Regions from separate parts of the Mus musculus genome. Here region 2 is linked to region 1. Evidence: chromatin contacts called from public HiChIP or PLAC-seq data. All regions are on one chromosome and are shown on one strand. Each heading gives the region's core, a stretch centred on a gene start, on an enhancer-like site or on the middle of the called end of the contact. The rest is flanking DNA. Distances are from core to core; before and after follow the strand shown.

Evidence for each region. HiChIP or PLAC-seq counts read pairs in DNA pulled down with a chosen protein or histone mark.
Region 2: a contact with region 1 is called in a BATF HiChIP or PLAC-seq map of CD8 T cells, with 12 read pairs. The contact joins the enhancer-like site here to the promoter of Ppm1j in region 1. A contact is called at or near these places in 1 of 39 promoter capture datasets (embryonic stem cells), 1 of 15 datasets of contacts at CTCF or cohesin (CD8 T cells), 14 of 484 Hi-C or Micro-C datasets (the C2C12 cell line, beige adipocytes, centroblasts and 10 more), 11 of 115 datasets of contacts at active chromatin or transcription factors (CD8 T cells, bone marrow-derived macrophages, craniofacial prominence and 5 more) and 4 of 9 other capture datasets (adipose tissue, embryonic stem cells, liver and 1 more).

What each region holds. Positions count from the first base shown.
Region 1 is chr3:104,779,568-104,784,819 of GRCm38.p6, forward strand. It overlaps Ppm1j (protein phosphatase 1J), which reads left to right and starts at 1,489. Exons shown (of 10, transcript NM_027982.2): 1 at 1,489-1,842; 2 at 3,034-3,154; 3 at 3,560-3,847; 4 at 4,087-4,199; 5 at 4,476-4,560; 6 at 5,067-5,185. The coding sequence starts at 1,520.
Region 2 is chr3:104,837,418-104,842,685 of GRCm38.p6, forward strand. Capza1 (capping protein (actin filament) muscle Z-line, alpha 1) reads right to left here. Exons shown (of 10, transcript NM_009797.3): 3 at 5,244-5,268; 4 at 3,411-3,474; 5 at 2,365-2,571. Among named protein-coding and RNA genes, the nearest start is that of Mov10, 22 kb to the left of the region's middle. Within about 2 kb of position 3,699, at least 6 of the 459 cell types and tissues checked have an H3K27ac peak or open chromatin away from gene starts, as enhancers often do. A contact at or near this core is called in CD8 T cells and regulatory T cells, where this site is marked.

The DNA.
Region 1 (5,252 bases), core at 239-2,738:
TCCAGTCTTTGGCTTCCCACTGACATTATCAGACAGTTGGCTTCAGTTTTTCTCAGGAAGAAAACACTCATAGTGGCAGTATGCATGTTCTTTGCCCCTGGCTGCCTTTGAGTCTGATTTTATCAGTCCTCCCCACCTCTACCCTGGTGATTTCATTTTTCTCTGCCCTGCCCTTCCCCTACCCCCAAACACAGACCTAATTACAGCAAGTTTGTACTTTGAATGACCACTGTGTAATTTTTATTTAGAAGTGGTCGAGAAAGGCGGCACAGGTTAGCCCAGGATATGAACAGGATGCACATAGCTGGGTGCCTTGAGGTGGAGTCTCAGCTAAGAACAGGGAGTCGTGGTTCCCTCAAGGAAGGGCCTTGACTTCTGCTAAACTGTGTGTTGGGGATAGATGAAGGAGTGGATAGTGATCAACTCTCTAAGCCCAAGTATAAGGACAGAATTCTTTCTGAATCGGGTCAGTAATCCTTCCCTAGAGAGAAGACAGAGAAAAACAGCCCCTCTGTGTGAATCGTAGTGGGCTTTCCTGCGACCCACACACGCTTTTGGCCTGGCCTTTGTCTCCCCCTGGCGGTAGCCAGAGAACTTGCTCAGCATTGCTTTTCTGCTTGCAACCTCAGGGTGGAAATTTAGGAGTCCCGCTCCCCTCTGGGCCTTTTTCCTAGTCCAGAGAAGCCAGTATCTGTAGCAGGTTCTGACATGGGTATGAATCTCTAAGTGACTGCGTGAATCTTAGGCAAGTCTATAAAAGAACAGGAGACTGTCTACTCCTACTTCATCTGTAAAATGGGTGTAGCTTACCTTGCATCGTTTTGTATAGTGATCTAACAACTAGACCGTGCCTTATAGAGGGCCCAGTGTGGAGCAAGCCCTCAATAATCATATTTATTTACTATGTCGTTAACCTTACTAACTGGCCAGCAGACGTCTAAATATGGAGGTACGGTTCTGAGAAAGTGGGATGGAAGTGACAATTGTTCTTTCGAACGTGGAGGTGACCTTTAGGAAGAATAGTGCCTTCAGGCTGCCTGGCCTGGTTAGCACCGCGACTAGCACCAGTTCTCTCTGCTCTCGACTCTGCAGCCCTAACCCAAAGTGTTGTCACACCAAACCCTTCACACCCAAGAGGATGTTTCGCTCTGAAGTCATCAGCTCTATAATTCTCCATTCTGGCTGGCCCACCCCCAACCGAGCGCGAGGAGGCTGCCTCGCCCACCCTCGTCATAATGGGCAAATTCTAGCGGATTAAATCTAGCGGATGTCTAACCTACAGCATGGTTGAAATATTTCCTTCGTTCCGCTTCTTTCCCACAATAGACCCTTCCCCTTTGACACTCAGGCGGGACAAAGCAGGGATGCGGAGGCGAGGAGCGGGTGGAGCAGTTCCCGGGTAGCCTGGAGCCTGGGGAAGTTTGTTAAGGACCAGGAGTGGGCACCGCCCACCTGGAACCCTAGGGGCGGGGCCTCTCAGGGGGCGGGCCCACGGTCGAGGGCGGGGCACGGAGGCAGCATGCTAAACCGGGTGCGCTCAGCCGTGGCGCACCTGGTGAGCTCGGGTGGCACTTCTTCCCAGCGCTCCAAGTCCCCAGATCTGCCCAACGCTACCTCAGCGCCTCCCGCCGCCCAAGAAACACCTAAGAGTTCCCGGGAGAAGCCTGGGAACCAGGTCGGCGCGCCCCAGAAGACCGCGGAGACTACTGTGAGCTTCTCTCGACCCACCTTTCTGCAGCTGAGCCCCGGAGGGCTGCGGCGCGCCGACGACCACGCAGGCCGGGCTGTGCAAAGCCCCCCAGACACCGGCCGCCGCCTGCCCTGGAGCACAGGCTATGCCGAGTGAGCGCCCCGGGGCTCCCAGACGAGGATGGGACTCCCATTCTCCCGGGAGACGCATCCCGGCTTCAGGAACCATCCCAGGAACCTGCACCCCTCCCAGACATCCCCCGGACGGGGTGCAAATTCCACGACCTTCTTCAGGACCTTGTTCACCCTGCCCCTCGTCGACTCAGGACAGTCCCCACCCAGGGAGGGCGCAGGGAGCACCGCCGAGGATGAGTTGGCGGGTTCCAAGTCGCGGCCCGCGGTTCACAGGCTAGGGGAGGGGAGGTTTGAGAAGGACTAGTTCCTTTTGCCAGGGAGATCGCGGGTGGAAAGACTCGCTCATCCGCTTCCTGGCCCCAGCTCCCCAGTTCCCTGTCCTTCTTACCGGTCCCCTCCCCCTCCACACCCAGAAATAGCCCGCGACACCAGAAGGCCTCTGGCTTCCCGGGCGGGGGAGGGGTCCGCCCGCAGAGCACGACGGTTCCCTTTGGTTATGGGTGTGTAGACAGATAGGTGCCGGTAGAGATCAGCGTACTCTCAGAACCTGTATATTTTAAAATCATCTTCGGGGAAAGCCAAGCCAAGCCACCAGGGGAATGGGGGCACTGAGGTCGTGGAAGGAGGTGGTGGGTAGCCCCGCACCTCCTCATTAGCTTCTCCGTTGGAAGGGGTTTGTAGCTAAGAGATTCCTGCCCAGTCCAGGTGGGTCTACATACCCTATTTGGGCCGGAGCGCTTACCCACTCTTAAGAAAAACCGGAACTTTCACTGGGTCGTTTTAGGATGAGGGTTAATGTGTGCATGAAGGTGAAGGTGCCATGAATCACTGTCTGAGCTGGTTGAGACTGGAGGTGGGGTGTAGTATTTTGACCAGCAGGGGAGTAAAATTTACTGTTCCTGTTTGGCCACTCCCACCCCCACCCCCAGCACCACCTTCCGGAAAGTCTCCTTAGCCAAGGATGGAGGAACTGAGGCAGGCAGTTACTGTTGCGGGCCTTTCTATGAGGCTGTACGTTCTGCCGCCAGACAGTACTTCTTGCTGGCCCTGCCTTCTCCTCTTCCCTCTGGCTTGGAGCCCAGGCAGCTGTGACCTTTTTCAGCTTGGCCAGCGAGCAGGAGAGGATGTGTGTGTGTATGTGAGTCTAAGGTGGGGGTTATTCCAGGACCTAGTCTGGTGTCTAACCTGGTGTGGGACGCTCTCTGGTAGGGTCATCAATGCTGGCAAGAGCAGGCACAATGAGGATCAGGCTTGCTGCGAGGTTGTGTATGTGGAAAGTCGGAGGAGCAGGAGCGTTACAGGGGTCTCCAGGGAGCCTAGCCATAACCAGGTAATACTCCATCCCCTTTCCTAATCTCCAGAGATGCGATGGCACCTCTCCCCTGGGGTTTCAGGCATTGGTTCTAAATGGGAGAGGTGTGGAGGTTCTCCCTCTGTCACAGAAGCCCTAAGTGGCTTCGATTTGATTAGTTCTGCTAGGAAAGTTTACTATTCCATTTCACATGTGACTGTTCATGCACTTATGGATGATTAAACTAATCAGTACTGACCTTTGCATTCTTCATGTTTTGAACTTGGCTCCTCTTTCTCTTGACACAGTAGGCTGTGCATGAATAAGTGAATAGATCTAAATTGCCTTGATATCACACTCAGATCTCCCATGTGATGGTTATATGGCTGCTAACCTGCCCTGTCTCCCTCCATCCCTACCGACTTCCAACTTTTTCTTCACCAGGGCTTCTGCTTTTACTACTGGGGCCTGTTTGATGGGCACGCTGGTGGAGGAGCAGCTGAAATGGCCTCCCGGCTCCTGCATCGCCACATCCGGGAACAGCTCAAGGATCTAGTAGAAATACTTAAGGATCCCTTGCCGCCTCCCCTCTGTCTCCCATCCACTCCTGGAACCCCAGGAGCCCCCAGTCCTTCACAGTTGGTTAGCCCTCAATCCTGCTGGTCTCCACAGAAGGAAGTGACCCATGACAGCCTGATAGTAGGAGCCATTGAGAATGCCTTCCATCTCATGGTGAGTGGATGGCCTAGGCCAATAATGTGCTAAGTAGGCATTCTAGTCAACACTGTGAGGTGGAGGTGGGTGGGTGAACCCTAGAATCCACACTGCCTTTGAGAGCCTGAGCGGAGCTTGGTCCTGTTACCCTGTGTGGTCCTCTTCTCTTCCACTCTGGCCTGGAGAGGTGCAAGGTGGAGTAGGTGACTATGTGCCGCAGGTTTTTCTGTTTCCTTTGACCCTTCCTCACCTGGCAGGATGAGCAGATGGCTCGGGAGCGGCGTGGCCACCAAGTGGAAGGGGGCTGCTGTGCACTAGTGGTGCTGTACCTGCTAGGCAAGATGTATGTGGCTAACGCAGGTGACAGCAGGTGAGTGGGAAGAGGGCTTTGAGAGTGGCCGTAAAAGGGGAACATCCTCCCTAGGATGAGGGGAATGCAGAGAGTGAAGGGGTGCTGGGTTAAGTATTAAAGACCGCAGTGATCAGTAAGATATAAGGAAAGGTTGCCATATCCACGGGGGACGGAGAGATGAGGACCCAGGCAAGACATCATCAGGCTCATTATGGGGAGGGCCTGGTCCTCCTGCATGGAATTCTCCACTCAGACCGAGAAAGCCAGGTCCAGACTCTTTCTGTCTCTGGGCAGGGCCATCATTGTCCGAAATGGGGAGATCATTCCGATGTCCCGGGAGTTCACACCAGAGACGGAGCGCCAGCGTCTTCAGCTGCTTGTAAGCAGGGGCTAAAATCCCTATCCCTGGTCTTTCCTCTCAAGCCTTTCAAAGCTTCCCACTGGGAACTTCCTGGGAAGGTGCTGCGTGGACGTCTGTGGGGTGTTGGGTGAGCTGAAGGGGTAATGCAGCCGGAAGGAGCCTGGGCTGTCTGTGTAGCCCCAGGAAGGAAGTAGAGTCAGAGGTGGGGGCGGGGGTGAGAATAACAAAGGCCGGAGCAAGGGTGTGTTATCTTCGTGCATCCTCTCTTGTGGTCTCTCTATCCTGATTACCTGGGGTTGAATCCTATGTTGCTAATTGTGTGACCTCTGACAAGCCCCTTACTCAATTGTTTGTGCTTTGCTGGCTTCTGTGAGGGGCGAATGAGTCCATTCATGCTAATATTAGAGGAGTGTGTGGCCTGCAGTAAATTTTAAGGTTTAGTTATAATTTAAGAGCTACACATTGGCTAAGGGTGCGATATAAATGAAATGGCCTCTCTCCTGTCTGGCCCTTCCTAACCTCAGGGCTTCCTGAAACCAGAACTGCTGGGCAGTGAGTTCACCCACCTTGAATTTCCCCGAAGAGTTCAGCCCAAGGAACTAGGGCAGAGGATGCTGTACAGGGACCAGAATATGACTGGCTGGTAACTTCCCTCAGAGCTGGGGCCGTTCCCATGGCAAAGTCACCAGTCCTTCACCAGCAGTAGGTGG
Region 2 (5,268 bases), core at 2,449-4,948, 60 kb after region 1:
AGAAAATGTCTGGAACATGTTGTACAGAAAACGTGACACAGAGTAAGAGAAAATCAGAGGCTTCTAAGGATGCTAAGGATGCAGGTTACTAGGATACTGTAGGCTGCACTGGGGCAATTCTATCACCTTCTGTAGCTCATGTAACTAAAAAGAAAAAAAAATAGAAAAAAAGGTCTGTCTCAATAGGATTCTTAGGTACTGAGCTCTCAGGCAGAGTGGTACAAACCTTTAATCCCAGCCTTCAGGAGGCAGAGGCAGGCAAGATCTCTGAATTTGAGATCAGTCTACATAGTGAGTTCCAGCCCAGTTAAAGCTGCATAGTAAGGCCCCGTCTCAAAAAAGAGACAAATAAAAATGAGGATAAACTTTGAATTGAAATAATGGTAAATTGAAAGTGTCTTTAGATTGGCCAGCTGATTTCCAAGAGAGAATGTATTGTCTCCTTTCCTGAAAAATGTTTAAAAAGGAAATCTGTACTTAGCTACAATGATGTGTTTCCTCTATTATTTAGAAAAGATAAAACATGTAAGAATAATGGCACCTTTCACTTATGTATAGATTACATTGTGCCAGACACGGTCCTAACATCTTTCATTAACTTACTGAATCCTCACAATACACTGTTTTATTATATAAATGAGGAAACTGAAGCACAGAGATGCTAGGTAATTTATACCAAAGGCCACACAACTAGTTAAGTGACTGGTTTAGGATTTAAACCACTCAAGAATTCATAGTGATCTTAACTAGCTATATCCCTATTATATTTGTCTTCTCTACAGATTTAAAAGTCTAACTAGTAACTATGTACTGTATATTTGAAGACTGCTGAGAGTAGACTGTACACAGACACAGACACACAGACACACAGACACACAGGTCAGGTGTGGTGAATGAAGCCTGAAACACCAGGACACAGTATATAGTCTTAGGAAGGAGGATCATCTCAAGTTCAAGGCCAGACTAGGTTATAGACTGAGGCCCCATCTAAACCAACCAACCAACCAACCAACCAACCAACCAACCAACCAACCAACCACCCACCCATCCACCCACCCACCCAGGGGGAAAGTTAATATGTTCCAAGTTTCTACACTCAACTTGGTTATACCACAAGGTATATTTCAAAACATCATGTTATGCATCCTATAAAGATACAATTTTATTTACTAGCTACAAAGTTAAAAATGCAGGCAGGGGGCTGGTGAGATGGCTCAGTGGGTAAGAGCACTGACTGCTCTTCCAAAGGTCCGGAGTTCAAATCCCAGCAACCATATGGTGGCTCACAACCATCTGTAACAAGATCTGACTCCCTCTTCTGGAGTGTCTGAAGACAGCTACAGTGTACTGACATGTAATAAATAAATAAATCTTAATTAAAAAAAAAATGCAGGCAGGCCTGGTGCAAGTCTGGGTTCCCAGCATCTTGGGGCTTCTTAGACAGACAGACTAAAGAGTCATTGTCAACCTAGACTACAGAATAAGTTTCAAGGAGAGCCTGGGCAACTTAGTGATCCTGTTTCAAACTATAATGACAATTGGGGATACAGCTAAGCGGCAGAATATTTGCCTAGCATGTGCCAGTCTCTAGGTTCTGTCTTTACTTTAAAAAACAAAAACAAAAAAAAAAAACCCACAAACAAATAAACATCAAAAAACAAAAAACAAAAACAAAAAGCTAAAAACCCAGTAAGCTAAGCATGATACAATCAACTATAAATCCCACCACCCACTCCGCACTCTCAGTAGATGCCTCATAGTCCAGGCTACCCTCTAACTTTTGTAGAGTGGACAACAGCCTTGAACTCCTGATGCCCCTGCCCCTACTTTCCAAATGTTTTAAGATTACAAGTATATTATCAAACCTGGTTTTAATAACTTTTTGATGGGTAGAGGTGATTTATTGTGAGTAAATAAGAGAAATATAAAATGTAATATATGGATATTTTAAAGTGTTATACACTGAGATTTTAAAAACAAATTTTCTAGGGCTGGAGAAACTGCTCAGTAATTAGGAGCATATACTACTTTAGCAGAGGCCCTGGATTTAAACCCTGGAATCCATGTCAGGCGGCTTAAACATCTGTAAGTGCATGTTCAGGGAACAAATGTCTCTAACCTCCAGGGGCACCTGGGCTTACATGCAATCCCTCCCTCCACTCATACTTAATTAAAAAACAATAAAAGCAAATCTTTAAGAAAGAAATTTCAAAAATTTAGAAATTATTTAAGGAATAAAATAAGGAGATGACAATAACCAAGAGAAAAGAAGTAAAGTCTGGTGGGGCAAAGGTTCAAAAGGGTAAGGTAAGCGTAAGAAAAGTAACTTTAATCTGTTCTCCGAGGGACAGGCAGATACTTAACAGTACAGAAGCCGTTGGAATAATGATCTTTCACATAGGCTCTCAGAGCACTGTCACACGACTCCCTCCAAGACTTCAAGCCTCCATCCACATCCTCTGGCTGCGGGTCACTTGCTTCTTTCCGTAAATGATCAAACTTAAAGGAAATTTGGTTTCTTGGATCTAAAAATCTGCTGTTACCAAGGTCACCATGCTCTGTAATTAAGACCTTCCAGAGAAGAATTACAAATATAAGTAGTTCTATAAAAAAGACAATTCTTATGTTTTGCAAAAAGAAATAATATCCTAAGAAAATTAACTTTTAATTTCTTTTCCACAATGACTTTTAAAGCACGTATCATTTTTATTCTCATAAAAATAAAACAATGTTTTCTTCCTCCCAACAATACCCTTTATATCTTGATTTCTAGCTAATGTATTATCCATGTATATATATTTATACTAGCACACCAATTCTCATGTATTCATTTTTACATATTTTATAAAATTTTTCAGGGCCATTGTATTATTGTGAGCACTTAAGTAATACAGCTACATGGTCCAAAAATGTACTAAATGAAATCCTTTTCGTGTTCCTATCTCCTAAGCAGCAGATTCCTTGAGTAACTTAGGCTAATTCTAAATTAATGTCTCTGCTATTTTTGTTAGACTTCCTCTGCACTGCTCTGGAACCTACATGTCAAGTCAATGGCACTCTTTTTTCCTATGGGTTGGTGGTGGTGGGGAACCCACCTAATATTACCAGAAAGAAGATTTTTTTTTTTTTTTTTTTTTTTGGTTTTTCGAGACAGGGTTTCTTTGTGTAGTCCTGGCTGTCCTGGAACTCACTCTGTAGACCAGGCTGGCCTCGAGCTCAGAAATCTGCCTGCCTCTGCCTCCCAAGTGCTGGGATTAAAGGCATGCGCCACCATGCCCGGCTAAGAATTTTTAAATATGTAGACTATTTTAAAAATCAAAGACATAAATATATTAACAGCCAATTTCCTATCTGCTCTGGCTTTTACATCTCTACTACCCGGCACAGACCGTGGAACAGGCAGTCATTACCTGGTCATCGTAGCCTTCTATCTTCACGGGTGTGAACTGATCCATGTTATACTGGGCAAATGCACTAGTTAAAGAAAGAATTGAAAAAGTCAATAGTATCTCTACTTTAGCAGCTACTTTAATCCAAACACTTTGAAGCCATCCTTAACTGTTCTTTCTGACACTTTATCTCCAACCCACAGGTCTAAGAGAAGTGTGACCAGAATCTTACTCCCCAGGCTCGCTTCTCCTCTGAACTATCACTGCCTTGCCTCACTGCAGCCTCTGCCCACTTACAACGTTACTAGAACACATAGCTGGTAAGTAAGTATTCTAAACCCTAAGTCTTACCACATCATTCTCTATTTCACTTACCAATGTCATCTCATTCAAAATGAAACTCACGCTTTAATGTGACATTTAACATCCTACCTATACTACAAGTGCTAGGCACTATCAGGGAATGGTACTGTGGTTAGAACCACTGGCTCCAAAATACAAAAAAGAAAGTAAATCCTAGGCCGATCTAGTGTATTATCTTTACCCAGCTACAATAAAGCCTCCTTCTGCTTATACAGGAAGCAATAAAGATGGCGAGCATCACTGAAACAGCATGTACTAGGCACCAACAAGAGTCTGGTCAAGAGCATTTCATTACAGAAATAAAAGTTAACTTTTCTTCCTCTCTTTTTTCTCCCCTTTCTCTAGTCCAGGCTTCTCTGTGCAACCTTGGTAGTTCTAGAACTCACTCTGTAGACCAGGCTGGCCTCAAACTCAGAGATCTGCCTGCCTCTGCCTCTCTAGTGCTGAGATTAAAGGTGTGCGCCACCACTGCCCAGATAAAAGAGAATTTTTTATTCCCATAAAAAAACTTAAATAATTGGACTCAGGAAAAAACAAAACAAACTTCTTTAATATGTAGGTTCTCTAAGAAATCTGCAAGACTTTGAACACATACACACACACACACACTCACATACACACATATACACTCACACACACACACTCACATACACACATATACACACACACTCTCACACACTCACATACACACTCTCTCTCACACACACTCACTCACATACACACATATACACTCACACACACACTCTCTCACACACACACACTCACATACATACACACACACTCACACACACACTCACATACATACACACAAACTCACACACACATACACTCACACACACATACACTCACACACACATACACTCACACACACACACTCACATACACACTCTCTCTCACACACACACACTCACATACACACATATACACTCACACATACACACTCTCTCACACACACACATACATACACACACTCTCACACACTCACACACACATACACACACACTCACATACACACACACACTCTCTCTCTCTCACACACACACACACACACACACACACACACACACACACACACACACACTCTCACACACACACAGAGCTTTAGTGTCTGTGGGTGTAATTAAAGCAGTCAAAGCATCTGAACTCTGTATTGGCGTAACCATTCCTAACTGGAAATCAGGACATTTGAGTTAGAGCAGCATTTTTCAACCTGTGGGTCATGATTATGAATTAATATGGCTATGGACTAAACACTGTTGACCATGGAGTAACAAACAAACAAACACATTCTTTTAAGAGTCTATTCCCTCAAATACATGGTCATAGCTGTAACAGAAAACCAGAGACTAATTGCTGTCTGTTACTGTCACCAGCTTACCCACTGTTAGAGGGATGAACGGGGCCGCTGGTCTGCAGTGCTGACCCACTGAGTACCTTGCCCAGGCTGGCCGAGCTCTCTGACACCCACCCGTGGATTTAGGAGGTACTTACTGTGCTGCCCCTTCCCTGAGGAGAT